Regions from separate parts of the Mus musculus genome. Here regions 2 and 3 are each linked to region 1. A link is a contact called in public promoter capture Hi-C data. All regions are on one chromosome and are shown on one strand. Each heading gives the region's core, a stretch centred on a gene start, on an enhancer-like site or on the middle of the called end of the contact. The rest is flanking DNA. Distances are from core to core; before and after follow the strand shown. Region 1 holds the start of Rest (RE1-silencing transcription factor). Region 2 holds the start of 4930524J08Rik. Region 3 holds the start of Stim2 (stromal interaction molecule 2).

Region 1 (3,252 bases), core at 333-2,832:
TCCCTCTTCCTCAATTTTATTCCTCTAAGAGTTCTTTTCAAATCTGATTCAATGCACGGAGCTTGCACTGAAAAGACTCTGGTGCGCAGCGGCCTATACCTGTAAGACCAACACTCCAGAGGTGGAAAGACCACAATTTGGATGCCTGCCTAGACTATGTAGGGAGACTGTCCCAGAAAAAACAGCCATTGAAATCTTTGGTGGTCAAGTACCTTAGGGCCTTCATTCCGCCTTGCCTTCAATTTTGTACCAACTAGTAATATATTGTAGGGTTTTGTTTTGTTTTGTTTTTTTTTTTTGAAAGATGGGTTCTACAGCGTGCCAGAAAAGAGGTAAAGGAAAATGTCAGAGAAACCTGAAGCTCTGCTTCCAGCCTCTTAGCACCCACCTGCTGCTACCTCTGTAGTAATGCCAACGAGAGGTTCACACATTTAGATCCGGAAATGCCGGGCCCTGAAGGCGGCCGAGAGCTTTAAACTCTAGCTGGTAGTTCACTAACTACAAATTAAAGGCTACAAGGCCCACTTCCAGGAAGACATTAAAAGCAGGCTAAAAAAGCATTTCAGGTGAGAAGGGACAGGACCTGAGACTCCCTGTCCCCATTATAAGACGTCAGGTACTGAACTGGACTTGGCTTTGTCTCAACCCCCACAAGGACTGATTTTCTCCTGGTTAAGAGTTTGCAATGTGAAAGCATTTTGACCTCATGAAGCTTAAAATTACAGTTAAGCATAAAGATCTGTGTAGGCAGGCACTTAGATTTTGTTTCTTTGATTGAGAAAGGTCTCACTTTGTAGCTATGGCTGGCCTGAAAATTCTTACATAGCACACTAAAGCTTTAAGCTCTCAGCAATCCTCCTGCCTCTGTCTACTGAATTCTGAGTCTGATTGCAGACAAGAGCAATCCCCCACCCCCGGGCCCCCCAATTTGTCAAGTCAATGACCTGGATCTCCTGGTGCTCACGCCTTTCAAGTAGGATTACAGACTTGTGCAGCCAGGGCCGATTTTCGGGTTTTGTATTGTTTTTTAATTTCTTGCACTAGTGTCCCTAAGTAGCCCAGGTTGATCTTGAACTCCGGCCTTTAACTCTTGATCCTCCAGTCTCAACAGCATTCTGAGTGTTGGGATTAACGGCGAGAGCCCACACGCCAGGCCTGAACAGTATTTTTCGAGGCTTCAGCCTTACTTAAGAGGCCAGTGACAATACTTCTCAAGAGGGCGGTCAATGCCTGCACGTTTTTTCCTCCAACAACCCCAATTCTCGTGCACGCCCGGGTAAGGCTGGGGCTAACTTCTGCTATTTGTTTATAAAAGAAAGAAGCTCAGGGAGTAGGTTCCGCCCCTTTAATGAGCCTAAGGCGGGAGTCGGGGGCCGGGCGGATTAGGTAAGTTTCCCCCGAGGCGCGCCCCCAGGCAGGCCAGGAGTCCACTTCGAGCCTCGGGACCGAGGGGCGGGGCGCGCTCGGCGGCCACGCGCGCGGGCGGGGAAGGGGGCGTGTCGGCGGGCGCGCGCGGACGGCGAGGGGGCGTGTCCGGCGGGCGGGCGGGCGGCGACGGCGCGGGCCGGGTGCGCGGCGCAGCGTCCTGTGCTGGAATGTGCGGCTCCCGCGAGCTCGCGGCGCAGCAGCAGAAGACCGAGGAGCGCCGCCGAGGCCGCGGGCCCCAGACCCGGGCGGCCGGGACCGCAGCGACGGCAGAACCAGGGCCGGCGGTCTGATCCCGCTCCGCGATCGCACCCCGGGATCTCGAGGGCCTCGACGCCCAACTTTTCCCCGCTCTCCCTCCCCTCCCCTCCCCCGAAAGTCCAGCAACAAAGAAAAGGAGTTGGAGCGGCGGCGACGCGGGGGTGGCGGACCGTGGGCGCACAGTTCAGAGGGTAGGACGCGGCGGAGCGAGGAGAGCGACGGGGGAGGGCGGCGGGCAGGCGCGGAGCGGCGCGAGGCGCTGTCCAGGGCTGATTTGCAGATACTGTGGCTCGGGCGGCGCGGCGGCCGGGCGGGGGCGGGATCGAGTTACGGAGCGAGTCACGGGCTGGGCCGGGGGCTGGTGCGGAGCGGCGTGGGCATCGGCCCCCAGCGGAGCACGGGGAGGCCCTTCCGCACGGCGCTGAGATCCGGGGCCACGGAGGCCGGAGCGCCGCTGCTGGTGACCGCGGTCCTGAAACTTCCCCCCTCCGCCCTCCCTCCGCCTCGGGCCCAACGCCCCCGGCCCCGCCGGCGTCCCAGGCTCGCCGCCCCCTCCCCCCCAGTCGTAGCAGGGCCGGAAGGCGGCCGCCCCGCTTGACTCAGCCCGGGGCACGGGCGGCGCCGGCGGCAGGCTGGACAGCGATTTCTGCGGCCCGCGCTGGCTCTGCGCAGCGGGGGAGCGAAGTTCGCAAACTTCCGGGCCACGGGGGCGGCGGTGGCGGCCCGCGTGGGGCCCCTCGCAGCGACCGGGGGCCGACAGCCTCGGGAGGGCGCCGCGGAGCCCCGGTACAGGCCCGATCGGACGCGGGTAGCGAGGTAACTTTTCCGCCCAGTCCCGGCCGGGCTAGTGGCGGGCGGCGGGGGAGGGGGCTGCGGGGCCGCGGCCGGCCGGGGAGGCGCCTCTAGGGTGGTGGGCAGCGCGTGAGGTCCGAGCCCAGGCACCGCCCGCGGGTTGGTGGCGGAGAGGAAGCAAGAGGGCCCAAGTTTGCAAAGAGCTGCTTTGTGTTTGGTATTTTGAGAAAATGGCCGAATGCCTATTTCAGTTAGGAATGCCGCCGCCGAGGCCGGCGCTGGTGGCAGCGGCACATAGGAATTCGGTGCAACACGTTGCTCTCGGGCTGTGCTTAGCACAGTCTGCCCGAGAGACGTGGAGATTTCCTTGGGAGTGTGGCTGCCGAGGTGCGTGGGGGAAGCTTTAGAGTGGATGTTGAGGTCCGTTGTGGAATCCGTGGGGCTGTTGAACTAGGGGAGAGCCGTTTCCTGTGATGGCATTCGGGCTCAACTTTTTGTTGGGGCATGTAACTGAGCGAGCGAGTGAGCGGGCGAGCTTGTGTTTTAGACTCTAGGTGAAGCGGCCCGCTTTTAGTATTTTCGGTTTTTAGTTTGTCTTTTAGTACTTTTTTTATTCTTTGCATATCTTGCCTTTAATAATTTGCAAGAGGCACACTGAGTTCTGAGACTGGTACCTTTGAGGCTGGAGGTTGAGACCATTTAGAAACTCAACTTGTTTTCAAGAAGGTGATCTGTAATGGCTTCCCCTAGGCAAGTAGGCCAAGTCAAGCACAA
Region 2 (3,409 bases), core at 5-2,504, about 23 Mb after region 1:
GTACAGGCCCCATCGACCAGGAAGGACTTAAATGGAGCCCGCGGAGCCACACCAACGCGCCAGCAGACCAGGGACTTTGGCAGGCCCGGTCTGTCTACAGCACAAACGCAGGGCCTGTAGGAGCGTGTCGTGGTGACAGCGTAAAGTGGACAGAACGAACGAATCCTAAGACGAAAACTATTTAAAAGCAATGGCCTGCGGCCGACGCGGGAGAAAAGAGAGGTGGACAGCCTACAGCTTTCCCAAAGCAAGAGCGTGTCAATAATCGCACCGTCTCGGGGGCGAGGGCGAAGCGCCCGACCAACCTTGGCAACCCTGGTAAAAAGCTTTTCTGTGCGTTTGCATTTTTAAGCCTAAGAGGTTAGAAATCCGGGAGACGTGGGGGTGGGGTGGGAGGGTAAGCTCCGACAGGCGGGAAAAAATCCTGGCGGCCACATCGGTGGGAGGAGACCCGCGGCGAGGGAGGAAAGAGGGCGGGCCGCGGAGTAGCATGGTGACGGCTAAAGGTGGAAACGTGTGTGATGGGGGAGGGGGCGAGCAGGCAGGGAAGGAGATGCAGGCCCGGGGGGGAGCCCGAGGTACAAGAGGGGCGGCCGAGGGGGCGACTGCACTGGGGCCTGCGGGCGGGCGGGCGGTCGCGGGAGCGAGGCCTAATGGCGGGGAGGGGGAGGGGGCCTGGCGAGCGGCTGCCCGGGGCCGCCCCTTACTCACCCTTCATCCTCCTCGTTCTTACTGGCGTCGATCTTGGCTCCCTCTGCCTCGGCGCTGCCTCCTTCGGTGCCTCCGGCCGCAGAGCCGCCGCCGCCGCTCCCGCTTCCCGCCGCCGCCGCCGGCCCCTGCGCCGCCGCCGCCACCATGGCTCCCTCCTGCTCGCCCGCCGAGCCGCCTACCGCCGCCGTTGCCGCCGCCGCCGCCCCGTCCCCTCCGAACTGCTCCTCCGACATAGTGCTACTGCCGCCGCCGAAGACGACACCCGCCGACGCCGCCGCCGCCGCGAACCGAAACTAGCAGCAAAGTAATCCCCGCCGCCGCCGCGCGATGCCCGCTCTACCTCGCGAGGCACCCTAGACAAGGCGCGCGCGTGGCTGCAAGGGCTCCTGCGCCTCTCCCCGGCCTGCCCCCCTCGCCTCCCACTCTCGCGCAGCGCGCTCTCTCGCTCTCCCCGGCTGCACTGAAAAAAAAAAGAATGAAGTAGCAGCGGCGGCCACTCTCGCCTCCTCCTCGCTTTAATGGCGCCGCCGCGGACCACCTAAAATGGCCGACGGAAGAACGGCGCGTCCCGGTCACGTGGCTCCGGAGCGCGCCCTTTGCGCCTCCCCCGCCCCCGTCCACCGCTAGGCCCCGCCCCCCGCGCAGGCCCCGCCCTCCCCGTCCCTTTCCGACTGGCTCTCACGCCCCGCGGTCGCGCGGCGCGGGCCTTTAAAGAGGACCGGAAGTGGCGTGCGCAAGAGGGGCGCGCGGGTACCATCGAGAACAAGGAGCGCTGGTTCGAGGGCGCGGCTAGAGAGGCCTCCCCCGCCCCCGTCCCTTGGCCCCGCCCTTCCGCGGATTCCTGGAGTCACCGGCCGCTCCTCGGCTTTGGTTGGCAGGCGCGGCCGACCTGGAGGGGTGTGGTTCGTCCATCCCCAGCGGAGACTTCGTGGAGGCTGCCCTCAGGGAGCCACGGCTGTGGGCCCCGGGACCTGCGTGGGGCAGCGGGCCGCGCCTGTGCAGTGCTCCGCCGTCCCTGCGCCGGGTGACATTGAGGCTCCGCCGCGGCGCTGTCCAAAGGCGGCTTTGATGGTCGAGGCTGCCTCTTCTCAGAGTTGCTTCCCTAGTCTTAAGCTTTGCCTCCGTTATTACAAGAGCCTAACGCCGGCCACGATTCTTTGAAGTCACTATGGATTGGGAAGTGTATGTATTAAGGTCGACTCCAGGGCTCCTTTTTTTTTACGAGTTACAGTCCTTGTATTAAACAGGATATATAAATGTCATGAATCATCTTTACGAGGTTTCTGGGTTTGTGGTGTTGAGGTGGCGATTTTATAAAAAGAAAAAAATGAAACGCCGTTAGGCGTGTGATTCACGATTTTAAAATTAATCGCTAAGAAACCTATTGGAATTCCTACTCAGGAGTTAGACTTTGAAGCTTCCTGCAAGACTTAGAAGAAAATGGAATTTCTGGTTTGGTTTGGTTTGGTTTGGTTTGGTTTTTTTTGTCGTCAACCACTCGACTGCTTAGTAAGTATCCAGTTTCCAAACAGGGTTTGGAGAAGTTTACAAAAGACAGCATACAGGGACAGGACTTCAGCCCAGCTAATTAGGTACACGCTGTAATCCCAGAACTGTGATCCCAGAGAAGGGAGGAAGGACTGTTGAGGCCAACCTGGCATTACCCCTTAGCAAAACACATAAAAAAATTTTAAATAAATGCTTCCCATGGTGTACTTTAAGTCAATTTACAGTAACTGTACATAATCTGAAAATCCCAACGATTAAAACAAGATTTATCACTACAGTTTGTTACAGAATCCATAAAATGAAAGAATATGCATCAAATAGTGGAAATGTCTTCAACATTGAGCAAATCACAGACAGGCAACCACCAAGATGATTGGCGAAAAAGAAGTGATTCCACGTTTTTCTTTACCATCCAAAAATACTGACCAAATAAGATGACTCAAGTCAAATATTGCAGGTTGGCAACAACTTGGATGAACCCGAGGTTTTTATTTATCCTATGGATTTAAATGATGAGCCTTTTAGAAAAACTGGTTGTAGTGGTTTAGAGATTGGTCCCAAAGGCTCCTATGTTTGAATGTTTTAGTCACCATGCCATGGAACTGTTTGGGAAGGATTAGGAGGCATGGCTGTGTTGGGAGATGGTATTCATGGAATTTGCTTTGAGGTTTCAAAGGCCATACCAGGCCTTTCTGCCTGCTGCCTGTGGATCAGGATGGAAAGCTCTCAGCCCACAGGTCATTGCCTACCCTGCCTGCTTCCCACCATGCTGACACTGGACTACCCCTCTCAAATTAGAAGCAAGCCCCCAACCAAATGCTTTTCTCTTACACATTGCATTGGTCCTCACAACAGTAGAACAGTAACTAAGACATCATTTTACCGAAAAAAGTTTACTTTAATTCACAGGCAGCCCTGTCGCTTCTGGAATTTGAGTGTTACTCAAGAGTTCCTCACACTAAGGCCTACGTGCCTTGTTTTGTTTTCTTTTTTGAGACAGGGTCTGTAACCCAGGCTGGCCTGGAGATCACTGTATAGCCTAAGGTGGCCTCACACTCTGGGCAGTATTCCTGCTTCAGCCTCAGGAATGCTGAGATTATAGGGTTGAGCCACCATTTTTAGCCTAGGGCCTTAAATTCTACACCTTGTGTCATTTCCTCCAACCTGAACTTCTTTCTCAACTGTGTGA
Region 3 (3,599 bases), core at 442-2,941, about 23 Mb before region 1:
AGTTCCCTAGGAAAGGACTGTTAGCAATTTTAGAGCTTCAAGTTCTGACTTATTTGACATTTCCAAGTGTTTCTTAGTCTGCTGAATATAATACCCCACCGTATAATACTTTGCTCGGCGTATATGAGATGTTCAGTAAATACTGATGAATTAAATGATGCCTCCTGTAGAGTAGGAAAGGAACTTATTTACTTCCTGGTTATCCGGTGCCTAGCAGTTCTGTCTACTCAGCAAACACAAGGCTTCACTGCCTTTCAGCAAGCAAAATAGAAACTTACTGTTGCCCGGTAAGGAACGGCCCCACCCTCCAACATAATGCCCCTAAGAAGTATGTCAAGAAATAATTGTGGTTGATTAGCCTTGTTATTATTCCTGATTCTTTTCTGCAGTGTGCATCTTCCTCTTCCACTACCCGACATTCTTTTGGTCAAGCTTCCTAAGGAATTGTTATGTATTTGACTTCTTGACTTCTGGAACAAACTGATCTAAACTGCAAGCCAACAACAAAATCCAACAGTAGTCAGACCTATGTTCTTAACAATCCTAGCTTCGAGTTCTTAAATATGTGTGTGTGTTCAACACCTCCTTTTACATTTCAAAGGTTTTCTGAAGAAATGCTTTGATATGGGTCTCTGAGGTATGTAGCTTGCCTCTGAGTGCCATTTACCTGGGTCACATCCTGAGGACTCCTACCACAATTGAAACAAAATAAAAAAACAGCCAACAACAATAACAACAACATAGTCCCATTGCAATGGTAGCATCTACTTGAAGAAATAGATTCCGGTTCTTTTCCCCTTTTAGATCAATTGGATCTGGAGCAGAATTGCAAGAGCATCCACAAAACTGCTTCATTGCAGATAAGCAAAATGGTCAAGTCTATGTTGTAGTTGGGGCAACCTGTTCAGCTGGCAGTCTATAGAAGTGGTGGTTTGGCAGATGAGTGGCAGTGACTGCCTTCAGTGTCAGCATGGAAAATAGTAAGAAGCTAGAGCACATTATTCGAACATTTCCATTCAGTAGTTGATAAATCGGGCCATGTCCATTTATTAGCTATGGGCCGGTGGGTTGGTTAAGCTATTTTAACATTTCAGCGCTTGGGTTTCGTCACATGTAAAATGGCGATGAGATTGAGTTACACTATGCCACTGTAAATTGCTTAGAGAAATTCCTAGCACTCTGGCACAAGGTATGCGCTTTGCCAAATGTTTGTCAAGTAAATACAAAGCTAGGCTGGGTTTCCCTCCGCTTCTACAAAGCTGGCAACCGGTAACCCCCACCAACATCCAAGTTAGGGGAGGCCGCTGTTTCCCACTGCAAGGTTTTTTTTGACCCACGGGGTTAAAGCACTCAGAGGATCTGCGACGTCGATACGCTTTATCCAGGTCTCCAGGCTGCCCATCATCAGATCACGGCGTGGGCGAGACTCACTCCTTCCTCCCGCTCAGCTTCTCTGGCTCCTGAAGCACAGCCTGGGCGGCTGTCCCACGCCCCGCCTATCGGTCTGGGAACGCCCCTAGGGGCGGGGCCCACGACCACGCACGCGCAGTGCCGCGGCGTTGCGCCTGCGCCGTGGCGGGGCTGAGGGAGGCGGGGGATTGGTATGAGAGCGAGTGTGTGAGGGGAGGGAGGTGGCCCGGCCGAGCGTGGTACTACGGCGGGCGCGGGCCGGAGGGGGCGGGGGGATGCGCCGCGGCGGCGGCGCGGGCGCTGGGCTGGGGCTTGGCCGCGCCAGAGCAGCGGATCCCGGTGTCGCCGCGGCAGCTGCGCGGGTGTCGCGCTGGGTCGGAAGACGCCGTACCACTGCGCTCCCCCACTTTTTTTTTTTTTTTTTTTTTTAAATAACCGGAACCAATGAACGCGGCGGCGAGCCGAGCTTCGCGGGCCGCCGGTGAAGGGAGCGGGTCAGCACCCGGCGGGAGTCCGCTTCCGAGGCGGCCGGGCCCCGGGCAGCTGGCGGTGAGCGAGTGGCCGGCGGCTCCTGTGAGCGCTCCTCCCGCCGTGGCACCGGGCCGGGCCTCGGGCCGCCCTCTCCGGCGGCGCTGGGCAGCAATGCTGCTCTTCGGGTTGTTGGTGGCCGGCGTGGCGGACGGATGCGATCTGGTGCCCCGGCACCTCCGCGGGCGGCGCGCGTCGGGATCGGCCGGAGCGGCGGCGTCTCCTTCGGCTGCGGCTGCGGGCGAGCGCCAGGCGCTGCTGACAGGTGAGGCCCGTGCGGGCGACGGGCAGGCTTGGCGGGACTCCCGGCAGGACCCCATCCCCCGAGAGGGCGCCTAGCGGTTGCCTTGGCGCCGGTCGTCGCACTTCGGACGCCTTCCTAGTCCACCGACTGGCGCCTCTACTGTGCTTTCTTCGCCCTTAGTGGGCTCCTGCGAGCTTCCCAGCTGAGCAATGCAGTGGTTTCTCTTTCGTGCTGCCGAAGGGACCAGTGGGGTCTGTAGGGGACTGGGCTCATTTCCCCTCTTCCCAAAGCCGCCAAAGAAAGTAGGCGGCGGCAGCAGCAGCAGCAATGCGGTATGGAGTTGGCCCCTGTTGCCTTTGCAAAGGCGGCTGGCAGCTTCTTACCGATCGAGAGCCGGGCTGAGCGCCCTGTCCCAGGGGAAGCTGCTGAAGAGATTCTTTGAGAGCCACAGCACCTAGTGGCACTAGTGGTTCTGTGTTAGTATGAAGAAACGTCAAAGTCTGGTGTGTTTTTGTGGGGGTACGAGGACGCTTTAAGGGATGGAAAGTATATGCTGTTTGAGAGCATCACTGGGTGACAAAGGGTGCAGAAAGCGCAGCAGGTAACCAGAAACACACCTACAATTTACCAAGTGCAGGATATTTGTGACGTGGATTTGGGCAGCATAGTTCTGATGGAGTGCACCAGTACCTTTTTTAAACACAGAACGTTCTAGCACTTACTGAAAACTTGCAAATATGTTTGGTAAGGTTAAGTAGAAAATTGTATGCTTTTACAGCCTTCGTTGTCTTATATAACTGATCTGGTGTGGTTTAAGCAGTGATGTAAAGGTCCTGAAATGATTTCCTGGGGCACAGTGCTGGAGGTAGAGTAACTTATTTTTCTTGCTGCTGTGTTTATTTTTAAGGTAGATCTCTAGGTTTTCTGGAAGAACAGCAGGATTAAAGAGGAATAAGATGATTCACTGTTAATTTAACTGCAGTGGTAGCCCAACAGGCGTCTGGGAGTTACTAACAGCTGCTCAGCAAAGTGTTCAGGAGTCTTTAGATCATAGCAGCTTTCCTCTGAGTTCTGTGACAGGCTATTTCCTGTTGCAGACAGAAGAAGGATGTCGGTAAGCATTGTCAGGCACTTTGAGAGTTGGAGGGTATAGAGCATAATGATTAGCATACTCAAGGTACTCAAAAAACTTACCAGATCCTGGTCAGTTGAACCAGGCAAGTCATCACTGGTTGCCTTGGATAAAGGATTATAGAATGATCTTTAGGGACGTAGTATGTAGGGAGGGATATATTGGGTGGTTTCATGCTCAAATAGTTATTTTCTAACAAAAATATGGCAAGTGTGGAAGGGAACAGTGTTAAACTAGTTAAAACCTACACTAGAGTGTAGGTTGAGGGCTTATTGTCTCCCCTAG

What was found. Promoter capture Hi-C pulls out the DNA fragments that hold promoters and counts their contacts.
Region 2: a promoter capture Hi-C map of pre-B cells shows a contact between it and region 1. The contact joins the promoter of 4930524J08Rik here to the promoter of Rest in region 1. A contact is called at or near these places in 2 of 39 promoter capture datasets (cranial neural crest and pre-B cells).
Region 3: a promoter capture Hi-C map of pre-B cells shows a contact between it and region 1. The contact joins the promoter of Stim2 here to the promoter of Rest in region 1. A contact is called at or near these places in 1 of 39 promoter capture datasets (pre-B cells) and 1 of 484 Hi-C or Micro-C datasets (CD8 T cells).

The regions. Positions count from the first base shown.
Region 1 is chr5:77,263,912-77,267,163 of GRCm38.p6, forward strand. It overlaps Rest (RE1-silencing transcription factor), which reads left to right and starts at 1,583. Exons shown (of 4, transcript NM_011263.2): 1 at 1,583-1,877.
Region 2 is chr5:99,977,681-99,981,089 of GRCm38.p6, forward strand. 4930524J08Rik reads left to right here and starts at 1,255. Exons shown (of 2, transcript XM_030254981.1): 1 at 1,255-1,272; 2 at 1,357-1,986. The coding sequence starts at 1,255. The coding sequence ends at 1,872. It overlaps Hnrnpd (heterogeneous nuclear ribonucleoprotein D), which reads right to left and starts at 1,258. Exons shown (of 9, transcript NM_001077265.2): 1 at 712-1,258. The coding sequence starts at 944.
Region 3 is chr5:53,996,832-54,000,430 of GRCm38.p6, forward strand. It overlaps Stim2 (stromal interaction molecule 2), which reads left to right and starts at 1,692. Exons shown (of 12, transcript NM_001081103.2): 1 at 1,692-2,203. The coding sequence starts at 2,053.